Linked DNA regions of Hordeum vulgare: region 2 is linked to region 1. The links are chromatin contacts, called in public Hi-C maps. All regions are on one chromosome and are shown on one strand. Each heading gives the region's core, a stretch centred on a gene start, on an enhancer-like site or on the middle of the called end of the contact. The rest is flanking DNA. Distances are from core to core; before and after follow the strand shown. Region 1 holds the start of LOC123401786 (transcription factor TCP14-like). Region 2 has its middle 210 kb from the start of LOC123406208.

What was found. A called contact is a pair of places that touch in the nucleus more often than the background predicts.
Region 2: a contact with region 1 is called in a Hi-C map of seedling, with 4 times the contacts expected there. The contact joins the enhancer-like site here to the promoter of LOC123401786 in region 1. A contact is called at or near these places in 2 of 6 Hi-C or Micro-C datasets (leaf and seedling) and 1 of 1 datasets of contacts at active chromatin or transcription factors (embryo).

What each region holds. Positions count from the first base shown.
Region 1 is chr6H:504,921,943-504,928,889 of MorexV3_pseudomolecules_assembly, reverse strand. It overlaps LOC123401786 (transcription factor TCP14-like), which reads left to right and starts at 3,785. Exons shown (of 1, transcript XM_045095637.1): 1 at 3,785-6,179. The coding sequence starts at 4,448. The coding sequence ends at 5,656.
Region 2 is chr6H:505,201,053-505,207,287 of MorexV3_pseudomolecules_assembly, reverse strand. No RefSeq gene overlaps it. Among protein-coding and RNA genes, the nearest start is that of LOC123406208, 210 kb to the left of the region's middle. Within about 2 kb of position 2,132, at least 3 of the 3 cell types and tissues checked have open chromatin away from gene starts, as enhancers often do. A contact at or near this core is called in leaf and seedling, where this site is marked.

The sequences.
Region 1 (6,947 bases), core at 2,536-5,035:
TTTGCTTTCGATGATCATTCATCCATGTTAGCTAGCTAGCTAGTAGCTCCTGTTTCACACTAATCTAATGCTGTTTGATTACCAGCGATGCTTCTGTAGTTGATGGTCACCGCCTTGACAGCCACTCCCACCCGCTGTGGCGCGGGCCCGACACGCGGATTAGACGGCGGGGAACGCCTGTGGTCGGTAAGAAATGTTTTTTGTGGCCTCCGTGCTACGCGCTACTAACAGCTGAATCGAGCAATAATGGTGTGGGGTGGGCGTGCACTGAAAATATAGCGCAAGAGAGAGAAACTGCATCAGCTTGTGTGCATCAAAAACAGAAATGTGACTGCTTGTTGCATAAGGATGTTTTGTGAATTAGTCAAATCCACCTCAACCAAATCTCTCCTTCCAGAAGGGGGCATGCAATGCGATTTCTTGGAGGTGGTTGTGGTTATTAGAGTGTAGATTCGCTCATTTTGTTTCGTATATAGTCCTCTGTTGAAATGTTTAAAAAGGCTTATATTTAAAATTGAAAGGAGTATATACAGACGGGCTCCGTTTTAGAAGGGGGTGTTGCACCTTTTGCTCATCGGTCGAATCAACAAACCACATGCTCTTCTTTTGCATCCAGATCACTCCGATATGTGTTGAGCTGAACAGCTTATGTGATGTGACCCGGAGCTCTCTAAGCACTGTTTGGGGTGATGTTGGGTCAAACAAAACAAGATAAACAGTCATCATCGTGCTACTGTGGAACATTTGGAAGCGGTGCAACGCCAAAGTATTCCGAATGAGCATCATGATCTTCATACACTACTTCGCGCATGTGCTGATGAACTAATGCTTTGGTCTAATAGGTGGATTAATGTTTCGAAGCAATCACTTTTAGGAGACTGGAGTACAATGTTGTTCCATCTAGGTGAGAGAATGTAGACTAAATTGCATCTCTGTCGCCTCTAGCTCTCTCCACTCTGCCCCCCACCTCGTTCTATCCCTCTCTTCTATGATTGTAATGGTTACAGTTTCATTAATATATTGTTCAGGTCGGCGTAAGCCCGTCGCCACGATGTAAAAAAATAGTCTAGATTTTTTTTTCTGAGTTGGATGTATAGACATGTTGTAGTGTATTTATTCACTTATTTCAGCCCGTATATAGTCCGTGTTAAAATATCTAAAACATCTTATATTTGTGAATAGGAGAGAACATGTTTGTGCATTGTACACATTATTTTGTTTTGCCCTTCTTTGTTACTCCCTCCGTAAACTAATATAAAAACGTTTAAATAACTAAAGTAGTAATCTAAAAGTTTTTATATTAGTTTATGGAGGGAGTATAATTCAGCTGATGGCCAAACCCAGCCGGTCATTTCTGTATAATTTGTACGGAGGATGCACACAACCACACCACAGCAAAAACATGGTAAGAAGAACAGTCAACAAAGTAAACGGAGAGAGAACTTCTGGGGAGCGGGTATGTGCTTGTAAGTTGTAATAACAGAATAGGCAGCTGGACATATTTGGAACTTATTGATGATTCAAAGTGGGCTAGAAAAAGGAGGGAGAGTGGGCGAGGGAGGGATGGAGGGACTGGTCAATGCAGAGAGGCTGGTGAATTTCTATCTACCAATGGCTACATCTCTGCCAAACATCCACCGTACATCTTGTGATATTATATTGTTGTGGCAAACATGCATTGTTGACAGTAAGGGAGTCAGAGAGGTGAATTAGGTCCACACCAGAGAATGGTCGGATGAAAAAGATGGGGTTTTGGAAATGCTTTTGGAACTATTATGGGTCCACGAGAGAACTGGTAAAAATATTCTGAAAGTGGTAAGTACTCCCTCCATTTCATAATACTTTTTTAGTACCTAAATAATTATAGTTAAAAAGAACTAGTATAGTTCTTCCTAACTATAATTATTTAGGTATAAAAAAAGTATATGTTTTAAAGACATTATTATAGACTACGTATGGATGTACTAATCAGACATACCCTATGATATAGTTACAAATATAGAGGGTCTAACCGGTCATCCGTCGTCGTCGGAATCATCGTCGCGGGAGTGGTCATCAGAGAGGTTGTAGTAGTCTCTGCGCAGCACCGCCTCCTGGGGAGGCACGACGGGGCTTACGACGTCATGGCCGCGCTTCTGTCCGTGCGAGTACTTCAAAGTGTAAATTCATTCATGTTGCTTCGTACATGGTTTATAGTAAAATATTTAAAAAGACTTAATTTATGAACGAAGGGAGTATATTGCATTAATTGAATGACATATACTTTTTTCTGGAGCTTGATCTGAGAGATGCCTGAATCCGCCCTAATCAACAAGAAATATTTTTTTCAAAAAGGAACAAGAAGTAAATAGATAAAAAAACACTATTATAATTAGTAACCCCCCCCCCCCTCTTCTATAGGTCACTTATTATATTTTGCGCTCGTTTAAATATAGAAACACAAGATTTGACCATTTGACTCTCAGCTGCTACATCCTGAACTACATTGTATTTTCTCTGTATATAAATAATTGTAGTTGAAGAAAACTAGTCTAGTTATCCTCAACTATAATTATTTAGATACAAAGAAGGTAATTATTTAGATACAGAACAAGTATTATTATTGAATTGATGTTTAATAATTCTACACCTGCCACAACGCTGGTCATGAAAGCTTAGTTAATTGTTCTTTCGAGATCCAGATTCTATATACAGTTGCACGAAACTCAGAGCCAAAGCTTTTGCAGGGTGTAAAGACAATGAGCCCCTTTCTCTTTGCCATTTGCAGTAGTCCTAGTCCAAGTATACGAGTGGAAGAGGAGTCTATGTTGGATACTTGCTTCGTGTGCAGCGTGCACCAGGTCCATAGCACAAGAAATTAGGGCACCAAGGCTGGCAAACAAAGGAGGGGGGCAAAGCCTAATAGGAAAGGGGCGATGGAATGATTACTGGTTGAGCTGGCCCTACTTTATCACCTGTTTCTTTGCTGTTCTTCTCATAATTCACCGATATAATCTTTATTTTCAAGTACGAAAATAATGAAGGATGCATCAACCCAGATATAAGTTATGCTCCTGTCCTGCATGACCGCTTTTCCCTTTATCAAAAATAGGTGCTACATGATTTGAGTGCTACGGCCTGAAAAATGGTACTAGCACAAAACAAGAAACTGAAGCATGCTAAAATAAATAGTACCAATAAATAAATGCTCCAGACATGCATTGAGGCTAGTTGGAAGTTGGAACGAAGAGCCTTTGATGGCCAGGGGAAAAAAAAGGAATTCCCTTTGCCATACATTTTTCCTTGTGTATTTTTGACTTGCAGAGGGCAGTGGGCGGTGGCAGTCTTCGGGCCGGGGATTGAATGATAAAGAACAGCGCACGTGGAGCCTGAGCCAAGTGACTGCCTCGCCACAGTCTAAAGATTTTTCCTTTTAGAAAAACGAAAAAACAAAGCGAGAGCAGCTAGCACAGCAGAGAAAAAAAGAAACACATTTCAAACAGCAAAAGGCAGAAGAAGAAGAAGAAGGGAGAGAAGAAAAAAAAACAGATAGGGTTCTCCCTCTCAAAAGCAGCCAATCCACAAAGGAACCGTTGCTTTCCATCACACCACGTAGCCTATGGCCTTGTGTTCGATCGGGTTAATCCGTGGCACGTAGGTATGGCGCTTCTATAGAGAGAGAGAGGGGGAGAGAGGGCGGTAGCTAGCAATAGTGTTGTGGTATTGCTGATTAAATGGGATATTCGTTGGTTAGCATCGGGAGAACATATCACGTTACGCTCTGCCACAGTACTGATCCACACTGTGCATGGATTAGCTAGCTAGCTAGCACGGAGGGAGAGAGCCACGCCATGGCCATGGCTTGGCTAGGTGAACCTAATAATTCTCCTCCGCCGGCCTTATCCTCCTCCCCTCTCCATGTACGCTACTACAGTCTCTCTCTCACACACACACACAAAAGCTTCTCTCTCTCTCTACATCAAGAAACCATTTAATTCATCCATCTCTCTCCTCCAAGCCCTACAAAGTACACCATCTTCTTCCTCCCCCTCTCTGTCTCTCTCTCTCTCTCTCCTTCTCCTAGCTTCTAGCTAGGGCCATCTGCTCATGCTTCTCCCTTCTCTCCCAGATCACAGATGAACCTCACCAAAACGCCATAAAATAGTGTGTGTGATCTCCCACACGCGCACAGCCCTCTGCCCCTCTCTCTCTCTCTCTCTCTCATCGTATCGTATGAGGAAGGATTCCTTTCCAACCTATAATCTTTAACCTCATAGCTTAGCTCTTGGACTCTCTCTACCATCGTCTCCATCACACCTAACCAATCTCGAGCTAGACCCACAAGAAGCGGTCGGCGACATCAAATCCGTTCCCCTCTCCTGCAAACAACCTCCCATTTACCCGGCCAAAGCGTATACACGCAGAGATAGCTATGTGTGTATGTGTATATAGCATGGCCTAATTGACCATGGACATCGCCGGAGACGCCGGAGGCGGCCGTCGGCCCAACTTCCCCTTGCAGCTCCTCGAGAAGAAGGAGGACCAACCGTGCTCCAGCTCGGCTGCGGGGGGCGCCTCGGCGGGCGGCGGGAATGGAGCAGCCGCTGGCGGTGCCGCCGGAGGGGAGATGCAGGTGCGGAAGGCGGTGCCCAAGCGGACGTCGACCAAGGACCGGCACACGAAAGTGGAAGGCCGGGGACGGCGCATCCGGATGCCGGCGCTGTGCGCGGCGAGGGTGTTCCAGCTGACCAGGGAGCTGGGGCACAAGACGGACGGCGAGACCATCGAGTGGCTGCTGCAGCAGGCGGAGCCGGCGGTGATCGCGGCCACCGGCACCGGCACCATCCCGGCCAACTTCACCTCCCTCAACATCTCCCTCCGCTCGTCCGGCTCCTCGCTCTCCATCCCGGCGCACCTCCGCGGAGCCTTGCCCAGCCCTGGCATAAGGTTCGGCTCCCGCGCCGACGCGTGGGACCGGGTTGTCGGGCTCGGGTTCCCACCCGAAGGCCCCGCCTCCTCATCGTCGACGCCGTCGCCGCTGTTGCTCAACTTCCACTCGGGCAGCGTTGGTCTTGACGTGCAGCCCTCGCCGTCCGCCGCTGCCGCTGCCGCAGCCGCTGACCTTTCGAGGAAGCGTCGATGGGAGCAAGAAATGCAGCAGCAGCAACAACAACAGCAACAACATCAGCAGCAGCAACAGCAACAACAGTACCAGCAGCAGATGGCGGGGTACACGCAGAGCCAAATGCCGGGCACCGTCTGGATGGTGCCAAGCAACAACACGCAGGGCGGCGGGGCGCCTTCCGGCGGCGGTGCAGGAGGAAGTGGTGAGTCGATCTGGACCTTCCCCCAGGTGGGCAGCGTCGGCGCCTCGGCTGCCGTGTATCGTGGGAGCGTGCCGAGCGGGCTACATTTCATGAACTTCCCTGCACCGATGGCGCTGCTCCCAGGGCAGCAGCTGGGGCTCGGCCCAGTGGGAGGCAGCGGCGGTGGCGCAGGCGGGAGCGAGGGGCACATGGGCATCCTCGCCGCGTTGAACGCGTACCGGACACAGGCCGCGGACACAGCGCCGGGCCAAGGAGGCGGCGGTGGAGGAGGGTCGTCTAGCCAGCAGCAACACGGAGGTGGCGGCGGCGGCGGCGAGCGGCATGAGAGCATGAGCACCAGCGAGTCCTAGGCCGGCCGGGAGGGTCTCCGAGGATCGCATCGCATCGCATGCATTGGTAGCTCTGGTGTGCCTTTGATCTGTTCTTTGTCGTTGATTTCTTTTTCCTTTTGTGGTTTCCTTCCTCTACTCCTAGAGACATTAGACAACTCGCAAGGATTACACTCTCGGCTGTGATCCCATGGCATTTAGATCACCATCATACCTACGTACGTGCGCCCACGTACGTACGCTTGTGCTTGTGAGTGGAAGAGCGAGGTGTGCCATTGGAGAAGAGGAGGGAAACACATCATCCATCCAGCAGCAGCAGCGGAGAGATTGTTTATTTTTTTCTTCTTTTAGCTTTAGGGTTTGATCAAATGCGAGCGGAAGAGATTTTCATCAGGCAATGGCATTCGTCACCTGCCGTGATCGATCGATGGTTCATTATTTTTGTTTCCCACCAAGCTTATTTGTTAGTTGTAGCTAGCTTTCAAGTTCTTCTACACCATGCAGGGCCATTAATTCCATTTTGCATGATGCTTGTGTTCCTTTATCGACTTGTTCCTTCATTCTTGATCAACTAGCTAGCTAGCTAGGGTTATTGATCCGCCAACGTCCTTCTGCTTTTCCCAATGGTTATCCAACTTATGATCATGCTTGATCCACCCAAAAAAAATTGCTTTGACGGTGCTTACTCCGTTCGGGTTTATATTAGTCTCCCTCGTATGTATTTTTATCAAAATTTGACTTAATGTTTAACTAGAGAAATACCCCCTCTCTAAACTAATAAATAAGACGTTTTACAAATCACTAAAGTGTGTTAGATCATTACTGTAGTGATTCAAACATATTATATTAGTTTACAAAAGGTATTTTTTGTACCACAAAAAACAGTACTAGTGTTAAAAACTTGTTTCGGATACAGATGAACAACATGATTTCTATGGCAGGCAACTTATATATATATATATTCCGCGAGTCTGAGTTCAGTTTGGCACAAAATACGAGCGAGCGAGGGGGGCAAGAACAACTAGACAGTACATATTGAGAGAGTTAGCGTACGTCGTCAGTCAACCGTGATCTGCCAGTAGGACTATACGTAGAAAATATCTTGAAAACTACAGTACGTATGGAGACGAGGGGGGTGGCCAGCTGCTACTGAGCGTAGGTTTTTGTCATGTGATGGGCAAACAATCTGCAGGGAAGCCAAGCTAGCGACCGATCGACGGCAAGGACCACAGCCAGAGCCAGGCACGGGAGAAAGAGAAAGGGAGCGAGAGAGAGAGAGCACAACAGGGGTCCGTCGCTGGCGCGCGGTTGG
Region 2 (6,235 bases), core at 883-3,382, 280 kb before region 1:
GTAGACGGGATTTTGGTTGAGTCCATAACACGAGTGATGCGAGAATAATTTAATAACCAAGACCGATTAAGTCAAGACTTTTCAAGACCTCATGATGCAATGCAACTCTGGGTGAAGGACGGTTGATCGGCTCCCTGGAGAAACCAGTGGATGACCCGGGATGCTGGAGACGTGCCATGACATCTTGCGGAAAGCTTCATCCAGGCTCGAAGAGACGGACGGAGGCTTCAAGACCCAAGGCTTACCTGCACAGCCACACGTCATTATGGGCTCTGGCTTCGTTGGACAACGTGGCGACTCTGGACAGGCGGTGCTAGCAGATGTAGAAGAACGGTAGGAATGGATGGGCACCGACAGGGATTCAGAGGGACCCGTTGAAAGACCATGTTTTGATCATCCGGTCTTCAAACACCCTGAAGTGCGAGGACATACCCGGAGGCGATCAAATCTTGTGGGGAACGTGTGCAAAACTCTGCAGAGTGCCCAACCTAATCGATTAGCCGTGTCCGCGGTCATGGACAACTTGAGCCGAAGGCATTGAAATTCCCCTGAACTCTCGACACAACTTAATAATGATGTGGGTATTAACAACAACTCGGGTACGAGAATTGGTTGGCGGAACCATCTCGTTAACAACAAACATTGTAGTAATATTTTGCTTTCAGCCCCTCTTGTTGTAGGAGAAAATTGGCTTGATGCAAAACTTATAGCCCCACCTGCCAAATATGCATGTAGAGATAGTTGATTATTATTTTACCCTCTCTCTTTGATGACTTGCCGGCATATTCCATATGCTGACCTACACGGCTGCAACGTATCATGTTACAGAGTATTTTTTCGACCAGGAGTGAGGCTACGATCTACGCTCAGTGACATGCCCTGGAGTCGGATGGACTCGTCTACCTGATGCTTCTGCTAGTCTTCGTTAGATATCTCATGAGATGGCCTTCAGCCACTTTATTGTAATCCATTATTGTAATAAAGTACTCGATATGAGATTTCGATTAATAAAGCTGTGTGATTGAATTCTTGATATATATATTGATGTACTGAGTATGTACCAGCATGATCTTGGGATGGTACGGAAACACCAAAGGCTTGACTCGTCTTGAGTCGGGTCGCTACACGGATGCATGGAGGCGAGCGGGGGCAGGGAGGTGCACGGGGGAGGCTGGCAGCTGCACGATGCATGGGGGAAGGCTCGCATCGCATGTGGGAGGGGATAGATTATTAGGCCAGCCTTTTTTCTGTTAGAGAAAGAAGAACCAGATGACCAATGGGCTTTAAGTGAAAAAACCGGTGGGTGGAGGTGACAGGTGGGCGGGGGCCTCGCAACGTCTTTCTTCGACGATGAAACAAATCAAAGGAGGAGGTGAGATCGATTGATGGGATGGGGTACAAGGCGAGACGACTTACCAATTGGGCAATTATGAGTAGAGACATATAAATCATGCTACAAAAATGTATAACATAACCGTATGTGTCCGTAAAAAATAAAGAAATTAAACATGCATGATTCATGAAATGGCATGATTACATGGATAGAGTAGTACTCCCTCCGTTCTAAAATATAAGACCTTTTAAAGATTGCACTATAAACTACATACGAATGTATATAGACATATTTTAGAGTGTACATTCACTCATTTTGCTCCGTATGTAGTCTCCTAGTGAAATCTCTAAAAGGTCTTATATTTTGAAACGTATATAATTTGTATCTTTTGATCATATACATAAATTAATGATGTGACATTAGTTACGTGAAGAGAAAACAATATGTAATAGATTGTAACTATTTAAGAATAGAGGATTCCTTGTGCAGGAAATCATACATAATTTCCGTAGAGTAAGACCAAGAACAACTGAGACAATCATGACACATTTGAATTCCGGGGCATAAACACGTACGTACAGATTAGAGGATAGGCTTGAAAGTTTCTTCTTTTCTTTTCGAAACGGGATAGGCTTGAATGTTGAAGCATCAAGAAAGAGCTGGTGCTGATCCATGGGCGGCATTTTTGGGCCCCATTTCAAAAGCCAATCCCAAGTTTGTTTTCTCCTAGCTAGCCTGTGAGCCTGACCGTGTATTGCATGCATGTGTGTGTGTCCCCAGCGCAACTGCAACCCAGAGCCCACAGGATCATGTCCGCAACATATCTACCCGGACACATGGGGCCTCTGAATTGATAAGCACAAGCACCAACACATGGCATCGTCCAGCCAAATTAGCTGGCATGGCATCTCCCTCCGTCGTCAGAGGTTCTCATTTGTGCCGGAGCGCGCGCAAATTTTGCTTATAGGTAGGAGTAGCTAGCATCTGCATTATTGCGACTCGATGGGTACGTGATTTCGATGTGCATAGTCGCGTACTGTCGAAAGCTTACAAAGTCACGCGTCAGTACTGATGCACTCGATACCACGTAGCGGCACGTACCATGCTCCCATGTATTCGCGTCGGTCGCAACATACCAACATGCATCTACAGCCGTCGGATCAGTAAATCATTCTCAAGTTGCAAGCGCCCGCTGTGCTGTACAGATACTACTGTAGTCAAAAGCAAGGTCAACTCGACTGGTGCATACTGTATACTACTAGCTAGCATGAGCCAATCAATAGCTCCCCATGTCGATCAGGTACAGTCATTACAGACCACAGGTGAACTGAGTTGTACATAACATCAGAAGAAAAAGAACCACTCGTAAAATGGCACGGGTTTCCTACATCTAGAAGCACCGGACCGCTCGGACTATGAAGAATTTAAGAGCAGCAAAGAAGCCGTCCAATTTCATTATCGAAACGGAAATAGATGATATTTAGTTGAGCGTATTGAATGAGACGAATACAAGGCAGTGCCGCACCACGCATTGTCGTCCGTGGCTACTGGGCTCAATTAGAGGCGCTTCTTGAGAGAGGTACCATGCATGCATTGTCGTGCGGATAAGTGGATGCATCTGCAGTTAAGATGGAACAGGGACACCACATGCACCTGTTTGGTCGCCATTGGCGTCACGACGGACGATTACCGCGCGCGTTTCTTCTACGACGAAATACCCCAACTGATTCTCCATAACTCGCCCAACTACTCGGTTCCGACGTCGCCACTGTGTCGGGTTGGATATGGTGCAGAGTTTAGATCGACGGCATGGCTGAGAATGCGCGGTAGCCGGTAGGAGCAGCGGGAGAAAAACCTCGGCTAATCCTGCGTACCGACGCACGAGCGGCAACAGATGGAAACCCGATGCCCGGCAGGGCTGCCGGATACGGAGCAGGGCGCGAGGATGAAACGCGGAGCGATCGGGCCGCGCGCTCAAGGCCCCAGTCAGGTGGGCGCGGAGGGGCAAGGATTAGGAACGCGTGCGCCTGCCTGCCGCCGTGTGGCCGGAGACACGCACCTCCCCGCTAGGGCCGCTGCGTGTGGGGATCGGTTCGGGGAACCAACGGCCGGCGGCCCCCTGCACTCGTGGGAGGGCGCACCGGCGGGGCGAAAAGCTCTGGGCGCGAGCGCGGGCGCCACCTGCGCTGGGCGCCAAGGATTTCGGCGTGCGATCGCGGGATCCCATCGGCCTGTCGAGGTGGTCGTCCGTGCCGACGCAGCCTTCTCGTCACGTCTTTATCGCTTCTGCGGGCTGCCCCTACCGCCCCACGTCAATCTATCTACAGCCACTTTACCGCTCACTGCACCGGTCTCATCCTCGTCTGCCCCTGTGACGTCGATGCATGCATGGCGCTACTACGTACCCCAGGCCACGTGATTCTGTTATTCCGCAGAGCTACCCTTTCACCTAGGCTCGATAGGTGAAAGACTAAGATGTTTCATAGTGTTCCGCAATTCCTACCTGCAAATAACTAGAGGTTCCATAAAACCCAAACCAAGAGGAGGCCAAGCTGCCATCAAAGACAGCAACAACAGACCCACACGCAACGAAGACCGACCAATAGAAGACGAACATCGACAACGGCAAGGCAGGGCGACGCTGAGACTTGTCGATCGAAGGCGGAAGACCACAGAGTAGGCCGAAGAAGGACCAAGCCTTGCACCGGTCATGGATAGGAATCATCGGTGTCCGGGACTCCCACCAAGAAGGGTACCACGGGTGCTGGGCTAGGAGACACCGTCACCCACCACCACCAACTTCACCAACGCAAGAGCAATCTCCGGATGACGCCTTCAGGAAGAAGCACGACACCGTGTGTCGTCATTGTCCAAGCAGGGGAAGGCAGCCTTTCACCTGTGCTCGAGAGGGTGGGAGGGAGGGAATCCACTCCAAAGCCTCAAGGAAGAAAAACGGCGTCGGAAGACGTCACCTTTGGAGTGATCGTCGTGTCGGCCTAGGGTTTCCCTCGAAAACACGCCTAGCCACCAAATCCGCCCGGTAGAGCCCCGAGGACGACGACCGCATCCGCCAAATTGCAGACCCGACACAGATCCAAGCCGATCGGGGTCAGATACGTCTTCAACGTATCTATAATGTTTTATTGTTCCGTGGTATTATATTACCATTCTAGGATACTTTTGAGTATTTATTAATCAATTTATATTTTTTTAGCACTAACCTAGTGACCCAATGCCGCATGCCACTTTCTGTTTTTTGTTTGTTTTTTGTTTCGCAGAAATTCCATATCAAACGGACTCCAAACGCGATAAAAATTGACGGAGATTGTTTTTGGAATATATGTAAATTTTGGGAGTCGGAATCAACCAACACAGTGCCCGAGGGAAGCACAAGCCAACAGGGCGCGACCCCGGAGGGGGGGGGGGTGGGTGGTGCCCCGATGGCTTGTGCCAACCCCTTAAGTCGGTTGGATCTCTCCTTTGGTCATAAGAAAGATAATATTGCGATAAAAATGCCCCCAAAATTTCAGCCCAATCGGAGTTATGAATCTCCGGATATTGAAGGAACGGTGAAGGGAGATAAAAGAGGTCACGAAAATAAGAGAGAAACAAAGAGAGGGAGATCCAATCCCGTAGGGGCTGCTGTCCTCCGGGTGCCATGGAGGCCATGGACCAGAGAACAAACCATCCTCCCACCTAGGGAAGAGGCCAAGGAAGAAGAAGAAGGAGGGGTGCTATCCCCCCTCTCTCCTTGTGGCGTCGGAGCGCCGCCGAGGCAACCACCGTGACGGCGATCTACACCAACAAGTTCGCTACTATCACCACCAACTCTCTCCTCCTCCATGCAGCGGTGTAAAACCTCTCTTCTCCGGTGTAAGATTTACTCGAACATGGTTCTTAATGCTATATATTATTATCCAATGATGTATGGCTATCCTATGATGTTTGAGTAGATTTCTTTTGTCCTACGGGTTAATTGTGATATGATGTAATTGACATCAGCTGTGTGTTGATATGGTGTTGTCCTAAGATGCCTTCACACGTAGGAGGGTTTGCAATATGTTCATGATTCGCTTATAGTGGGTGTCTAGAGTGATAGAAGCTTACACCCGAGTAAACGAGTTGCGTGGTGTGGGAGTAAAGAGGATTTGATGTTTAATGCAATGGTTGGGTTTACCTTAATCATTTATAGTAGTTATGGATGCTTGCTAGAGGTCCAATCATAAGTGCATATGATCCAAGTGCGAAAAGTATGTTAGCGTATGCCTCTCCCTCATTGCATATGATAAGTATTTATCATGTTATTTTCAATTGCCTATGGGAAATCTTAATCTTGCATTACAAAAAACTTTTCACTAAACAACTTACTTATTAATCTCTATCTAAACAGACCCTAACTTTTATTTACTTGTTGTTTATTAGCTTGAAAAACTATCTATTACACCTACTAAGTACTTCTAGTTTCTTTCCCGCGAAGTAGTTTCGTACTTGTTCTAGTTAAACTAAGCGTTAGCGTGCGTAGAGTTGTATCGGTGGTCGATAGAATTTGGGAGAATATTAATTATACCTTTATCTCCTCATTGGGTTCGACACTCTTACTTATCCAAAAATGCAACAAATGACCCCCTACACTTGTGGGTTATCAAGACCTTTTTCTGGCTCCTTTGCCGGGGAACAATAGCGTAGTGGTTGATATTCTCGTGCGTGCTTGTTTGCTTTATCACTAAGTAATTTTATTTTCTGTTATTAGTTGTTTTATATTTTTAGTTATGGATATAGAACACGAAACACCAAAAAAATTAGTTGTACTTGCTACTCATGGAGATGGGGAACCTCGTAAAACCCTCGATGCTGGTTATGTGAAACTCATTCAACTTGATAATGGGAGATAGATTGGATCAA